Linked DNA regions of Oryctolagus cuniculus: region 2 is linked to region 1. Evidence: chromatin contacts called from public Micro-C data. All regions are on one chromosome and are shown on one strand. Each heading gives the region's core, a stretch centred on a gene start, on an enhancer-like site or on the middle of the called end of the contact. The rest is flanking DNA. Distances are from core to core; before and after follow the strand shown.

Region 1 (3,275 bases), core at 466-2,965:
GCCTAGCCCACGGCACCTATGTGAGGAATATTGGATGAGAGTTAGTTTGTCTCTCTCATTCACAATCAGAGCCACATAATTCATAGGGCAGCTTCTCTATAGAAGTGTTGAAACAAATGGGTCACAGAATGGTCTAGCTCGCATGCTAGCTGTGTGACCTCAATTTTGTGAGATTTTTAATTCCTTATCTGTAAATATACAGGCACTTAAAAAAAAAAAAAAAAAACAGCACAGCAGGTTGAGCCGCTGTGCATTTGGCCCCCAGTTTCAATCCGGCTTCTCAGTGTCTCATCCAGCTCCCTGCTAATGCACCTGGGAGAGCAGCAGAGGGTGGGCTCCTGCACCTGCGTGGGAGACCTGATGAAGCTCCTGGCTCCTGGCTTCGGCCTGGCCTGGCCCTGGCTGTTGTGGCCATTTGTGGAGTGAATCAGTGGATGGAAGTTTCTCTCTCTCTCTCTCTCTCTCTCTCTCTGTAACTCTGCCTTTCAAATAAATAAATCTTTAAAATAAATAAATAAAATAAAATTATCAAAAGATGTAATTAAAAGACATATTTTTGTGCCAACTTTTTAAAAAATCCATGCGTAGCTTTTCATACTTCACTTTTTCCATGAACTTTCTGAAGATGCCCTATACTCATGGATTTTCTTTTTCCTGCACTAAAACCAACTTATCTTTTAATTCCATTTTGCACCGACTGCAAAGTATCCTCACAGAGGCCCATAATGCTTCCACCGAAACCATCCTGTTCATGGAGGTTGCCCCGAGGGACAAGGATGTTCCTGTGTGTGTGTGTGTGCGTGTGTGACTGCCATTGTCACTATCGGGAGGAAGTCACAGATTTGGGCTGCAGCTCTCTGTACAAGGGCTTACCATGCTAACTTTTCCTCCTCCGATAAAATACTTTGAAAAATGAATTCTCCAGGCTGCGCTGTGGTGTAGTGGGTTAAGCCCATGCCTGCAGAGCTGACATCCCATAGGGGCACGGATTCGAGTCCCGGCTGCTCCATCTCTAATCCAACTCCATGCTAAGCAGCGGAAGATGGCCCAACTGCTTGGGCCCCTGCACCCACGAGGGAGACCCAGAAGCAGCCCCTGGCTCCTGGCTTCAGATCGGCCCAGCTCCGGCCCTTGCGGCCATTTGGGAGTGAACCAGCAGATAGAAGACCTCTCTCTCTCACTGTCTCTGTAACTCTGCCTTTCAAACACATAAATAAATCTTTTAAAAAATTCTCTTTTCTCTGCATTGGTGTTAGGATGGAAATGAGCCAAGCGACACGATGACATATTGCACATTATTACACTCACTTCCCTCTTTTGGTTTTGCAAGACTTTTCAGAGAAAACATCTCCGTGGGCGGTTAACACTGCTCCGGGCCCCAGACGCTGCGTCCCCCGGGCCTGCCCAACCTCAGCTCGCCCTGTTCCCTGGCTCTCTGACTTCTCCTGCCCGGAGTGGGGTCTTCCTGGCTCTCCCGGCCTCACGCCCCGCTCGGCCCCTGCGGCAGCGGCTCACAGACCCTGGGCATCTTCACAGCCCACACGGCCCGGCTTCCAGCGGTAGGGCCCGGAGTGAGGCTGAGGCCATGCCCGCAGCGCCACACCCAGAGAACCGCGGCGCTCTGGTCAGCGCCACCTGCGTCTCACAAGCCGGGCTTCCCCGGGCCAGCCCCGCCCTGCCCCGCCCCCTGGTTCAGGCCCCGCCTCCGTCCCGCCCCCTGCGCAATGTCTAGCCGCGCCCCATCCCATCCCTCGCCTCAGCTCTAAGGCCCCGCCCACCGCTCAACCCCGCCCCTTTCCCTACCTCTCAGCAGCCCCGCCCCCAGGTCCAGTGCTGCTCTGCGCATGCCCGTCCGGGGAGCGCCCTCGAGGAGTCTCCGACCGGAAACAAACATTCCCCGGACTATGTCGCGACTCTGTGTTCCTCAGGAACTTGACAGGTAAAGCCTTCCCGGCCTTGACCTTGGCGGGGGCCGTCGAGGTCTTTGTCTGTGACCGATATTGCGGCCCCCGCCAGTCCACCCGCCGGCAGGACTCGGGCCCTGGCTCCAGCTGCCCGCAGTGTACCCCGCCAGCCACAGAGCCGGCTTCAGCTGACAGGGTTCACACACGCGCGGGTTTGGCCCCTTCCTGGCTGTTTCGCTCTTGACGCAAACCGCGTCTCCACTGCGGGCCCTGAGACCCCCTGAAGGCGGTCCAGCCCCCGCACCCGGCAGCCCTGAGATCAGCCCCCCCGGGGGGGGCGGCTTCCGGTCGTGATCTGGGGGGTCTCGGTGACGTCACTCTGGCGTAGTTGGTGTTCTTGGTGATCTTGCCACGGGCCAGCCCCGGACTGAAGGAACAGGTTTTTACAGCCTTGCCCTGCGGCTCTGGGCTTCTCCCTAGAGGCCGGCGTGGTAGCTCAGCCTGAACCCGAACCCCCATAATGTGAAAGCAGGACCCAGCCTCTTATCTCTCTTCACCTGCCCTTGATGGGAAGGAATTCACTGACCAGAGGGCGTGACCCAGCTGGGTTCCAAGGTTCTGACCACTGGATGAAGGAGCCTTGCTTCTGATAAGATGGCCAGCATCGGCCTGCACTGATTGTTGTGGAGTATTCCAGGTCTGGGCAGAAGGTCACTGCCACCTTCACGTAACCCCCAGGCCAACTGGAGACCCCCGGCCACCATAAATTCCCTGAAGGGCACGGCATCACTGACCAACCAGGATCCTAGACACAAGCTAACCGTGCACCTTAGCTCCTCCAGGAGCCTGGGGGCTAAGCAGTAGCGGGCCTGCGCTGTGCAACCAGTCCCTGCCTTCTTCCACCTCGCTCACGCTCCCGTCAGTGACTGGCTTCTGCTCGTCGCGAGTGGGCCCAGTTTGGGGGTCCTACAGAAAGGCCTCCACCCAGGTTGGGGTGTTGTGCAGTAACAAGTACACACGCGGGACTCCCATTGCCTTCCTGGGCGTGGGCTGTGCCCATCGGTGCCATCTGAAGCCCCTGGAGCCAGAACTTGGTGACTTTTCAGGCCGCTTGGTCATCCGTGAACTCCACTGCTGTTACTCAGCTGCGTTTCAGGAGCACCGTGCCGCCTGGAAGAGCAGACAGCAAACCTGGGCACAGACACTGCTTATCTAGTGCTGGGGCTTTAATGAGGGTAGTTACCGTGCGCGGGGTATGAACAGCACCTTCTCTCCACAGATGGCCTCCCGCACATCCAGGGGAGGCCCGCGCAGGGGCTCGCAGAGGCCACTTGGCTACACTGCTGAGCGCACCGTGGCTCACCTGAATGT
Region 2 (3,275 bases), core at 544-3,043, 330 kb after region 1:
GTGAATTTTCTGCTGGAAATGGGATCTCTGGTGCTTCTCAGCCTCATTCTCTTGATTCACAAGTTAGTGATTCCCTGAATTACTATCAGTGGGGATCAGTGGTTCTCAGCTGGAGCCCAAATCGACAACTTCTGGAGACATCCTTGGTTGTTACAAATGGGAGAGGAAAATGCTGGAAGTCAGAGGTGCTGTTCAGTAGCCTAAAATGCACAGGATAGCAAAGAATCCTAACATCCATGGGATTACAAGGAATTATCAGGCTCTGAATATCAGTAGCACTGAGGTTGAGAAAGTCTCATTGCAGTGGAGGGGACTGTTAATGTGTTAAGAGCAGCAAAGGATTGGTCCAGAAGCTTAGAATTCTACCAGGTTTGGGGACACCATATTGTATCACTGTCTGGTGTGAGGCCAAGCCACAGGCAACAGGTACCAAGGCAAAGCAAGTAAATCTAAACAGTCAGAGGGTGCAGGTGACTGAAGAACTTGAGGCTAATCATTTAGACCTCATTCACTCCCATCCCCCATAGTCAGGGAACCTTGTGGCCTGATTTCCTATTTGTAGCACAGGAAGAGGTGGGCTTAGGGGATAAGGGAATGAGATTCAAGTCAAGTAAGCAGAACAGCAAGTTAATGGTAGCCGATATAAACGGACAGGAACCTAAGAAAAGTTGTGTTACGGCAGGTTCGAGATGACACGGCCGGCGTGGTAGAACGAAAAGGTGCTTTTTATTTATCCAGTGAGCTTTTGTTTAGACAAGGACAGCGAAGCAAGGCTGTCTCACAAAGCGCAGGCAGAGCAGAATCCGATAACCAAAACCACGTTAGGGATTTAAGACATAAGGCAACACACCTGGCTCCTTAGAATATTCATTCTCTGAAACTTAGGGTAGAAAAATCATGGTTAAAGGTAGGTGTCCCTGTAACAGCTCTGGGAACCAAGGTTTTTTTTTTTTTTTGACAGGCAGAGTTAGACAGTGAGAGAGAGACATAGAAAAGGTCTTCCTTCCGTTGGTTCACTCCCCAAATGGCCGCTATGGCCGGCCCGCTGTGCCGATCAGAAGCCAGGAGCCAGGTGCTTCCTCCTGGTCTCCCATGCGGGTGCAGGGCCCAAGCACTTGGGCCATCCTCCACTGCCTTCCCGGGCCACAGCAGAGAGCTGGACTGGAAGAGGAGCAACCGGGACAGAATCTGGCGCCCCAACTGGGACTAGAACCCGGGGTGCCGGCGCCGCAGGTGGAGGATTAGCCTAGTGAGCCATGGCACCGGTCTTTTTTTTTTTTTTTTTAATATATCATTTTGCCATGCCTCCTTGGGTGTTGCCCACCCTTCCTGAGTTGTGCCCACGTCACAGAAGTGTGGGTATGTGGGAGACATAGTTCATGATTTGGTGGCCCAGACCCTGCACTAAATGCCTCATAAGCAACATCCACTGTTATCAGTAGAACCGTGCTATGGCTGCAAGAGGAATTCGGATTATAAGTCCTCCAGGTTCCATGAAATTGTGTTTATAGGCACAGAAAAATCCTGTGAATCATTCTGGGTCATGAGAAGCCCTGGTTGGTTTTTTAACCAGAAACGTTTATTGTCCTTAAGGCTCTGAAACACTCAGAGGCTAGAACCCTGGCCACTCCAACAGAAAGCTGCACCACCTTCTAGTCCGGCTAGGCTTTGGACTACATTTCCCAGAATGCCCCACGGCTCGGGGCTCCTGCAGGATTGGTCAGGACAACGCGGAAGTGATTACGGGTCGCCCAGCAACGGGCGAAGTCCTGGCCCTTGACTGGCTGCGCACGCCCCTTCCCTGCTGTCAGGTGGATGAGGAAGCTCCGCTCCGTCACCTGCCTCCCGGAGCGGTCTCCGGCTTTTCCTTTCAGCCGAGCGGCGGGGCCGCCTTCTCCGTGCCCAAGCCGCTGCTCTCTTCAGGCTCCGCCCACCCTTGGCGCCAGCAGCCGGCAAACTCGGGAGGCTGGATCGAAGCTGCGGAGTCGGCTTCGCCGGCCGCGGGGGCGCAGGGCGCAGGCGCGAGCGGTCGGGCCCCGACGCGCGCGGCGCTCGGTTGAAGCGGGAGTGAGTTCCTGGGCTAGGCGACCCGGCGGCTGAGGGGACCGGGCGAGCGCGCGCCTCCTGTGTCCGCCATGGCGGCTCTGCGCTACGCGGGCCTGGACGACACGGACAGCGAGGACGAGCTGCCCCCGGGCTGGGAGGAGAGAACCACCAAGGACGGCTGGGTGTACTATGCCAAGTAAGGGGGCCGCCGGGCCTGGGACGCTCCGGGACCCCTGACGGCCTCTGGCGCCCGGGACGCCGCCCGCGCGGGCCCCGCGCTCCGCCTCGCAGAGGCCGGCGCGAGTCCGCGGGGTCCGCGCAAGGGGCCGGGCCCCTTTGTGGGCCCTGGGTCCCGCGGGGGTCCCGCGGGGGTGCCCCTGGCAGCGTGCGGGCGCGCCCTCTGCTGCTGAGGCGGCGGCACTGCAGGGGCAGCAGTGACCCCTGGGGCTTGGCCCCCCCGCCCCCCGCCCCTGACAGATGGAGACGTTTAAAAAAAGAAAACAAAAAACATGAACCCCCCCCCCCCCAAAAAAAATGGCGAATGGCCAGTGCCCTCCGTGGAGATCTGGGTTGCAAGCCCAGGAGTGTGTGTGTTTCTCCCCGCAAATGGCCTGCGCAGCTCAGCTTTCGTTGCCGGGGAGCATTTGGGAGACCTGTGTGCCCGCGGGCCGTTGAAGGAAAGCTGTAGTCTCAGTTGTGTCATCTGCAGAATGGGTCCATAGTCCAGGGCGTGCGCCTGCAGCAGTCTGCACGGGGCCTGAGAGACTGTTCAGAAGCAGCCTGTGCTGGTGGCTTTGCGGCTGTGCCAGCACCCGCCCTGGCCTGGTGTTAGGAGCACCTGGGGCATTTCGGGTCTCTGTAGAGAACGCACTTCAGCGGACTCCCCGCTCCCGGGGAGCTGTGTTGTCTGCGCTTTGCAGGTGCGGCGGATCACCCGTCGCCTGGCGGCGTGGAGAACTAAGTTTCTCCCGGGTCCCTGATTCCAGAGATGGTGACTTAATGCATTTGGGCCCATCCCCCCCACCCTACCCCGGTAGGCTGTGAAATCCTCCCAGCGAGTCTGCTCCACCCAAGACGGCGACACGCCGCTGCCTTTCGTGGCCAGGTGGGGAGCAGAGCAGAGCAAGACAAGCTCCGCTGAGTTCATTCTTCTAGCACACACAGCGATCTTGAGTTCCAGGCCTTGTGCTCATCTGTAAGGAGCTCCCCTCTCCAAGGGCAGAGCGACA

Evidence for each region. Hi-C and Micro-C count contacts between places; a contact is called where the count stands out from the background.
Region 2: a contact with region 1 is called in a Micro-C map of ear pinna, with 5 times the contacts expected there. The contact joins the promoter of WWOX here to the promoter of NUDT7 in region 1. A contact is called at or near these places in 2 of 6 Hi-C or Micro-C datasets (ear pinna and an unstated tissue).

What each region holds. Positions count from the first base shown.
Region 1 is chr18:60,112,493-60,115,767 of mOryCun1.1, forward strand. NUDT7 (nudix hydrolase 7) reads left to right here and starts at 1,716. Exons shown (of 4, transcript XM_051847030.2): 1 at 1,716-1,939. The coding sequence starts at 1,845.
Region 2 is chr18:60,447,161-60,450,435 of mOryCun1.1, forward strand. It overlaps WWOX (WW domain containing oxidoreductase), which reads left to right and starts at 1,794. Exons shown (of 9, transcript XM_002711692.5): 1 at 1,794-2,242. The coding sequence starts at 2,136.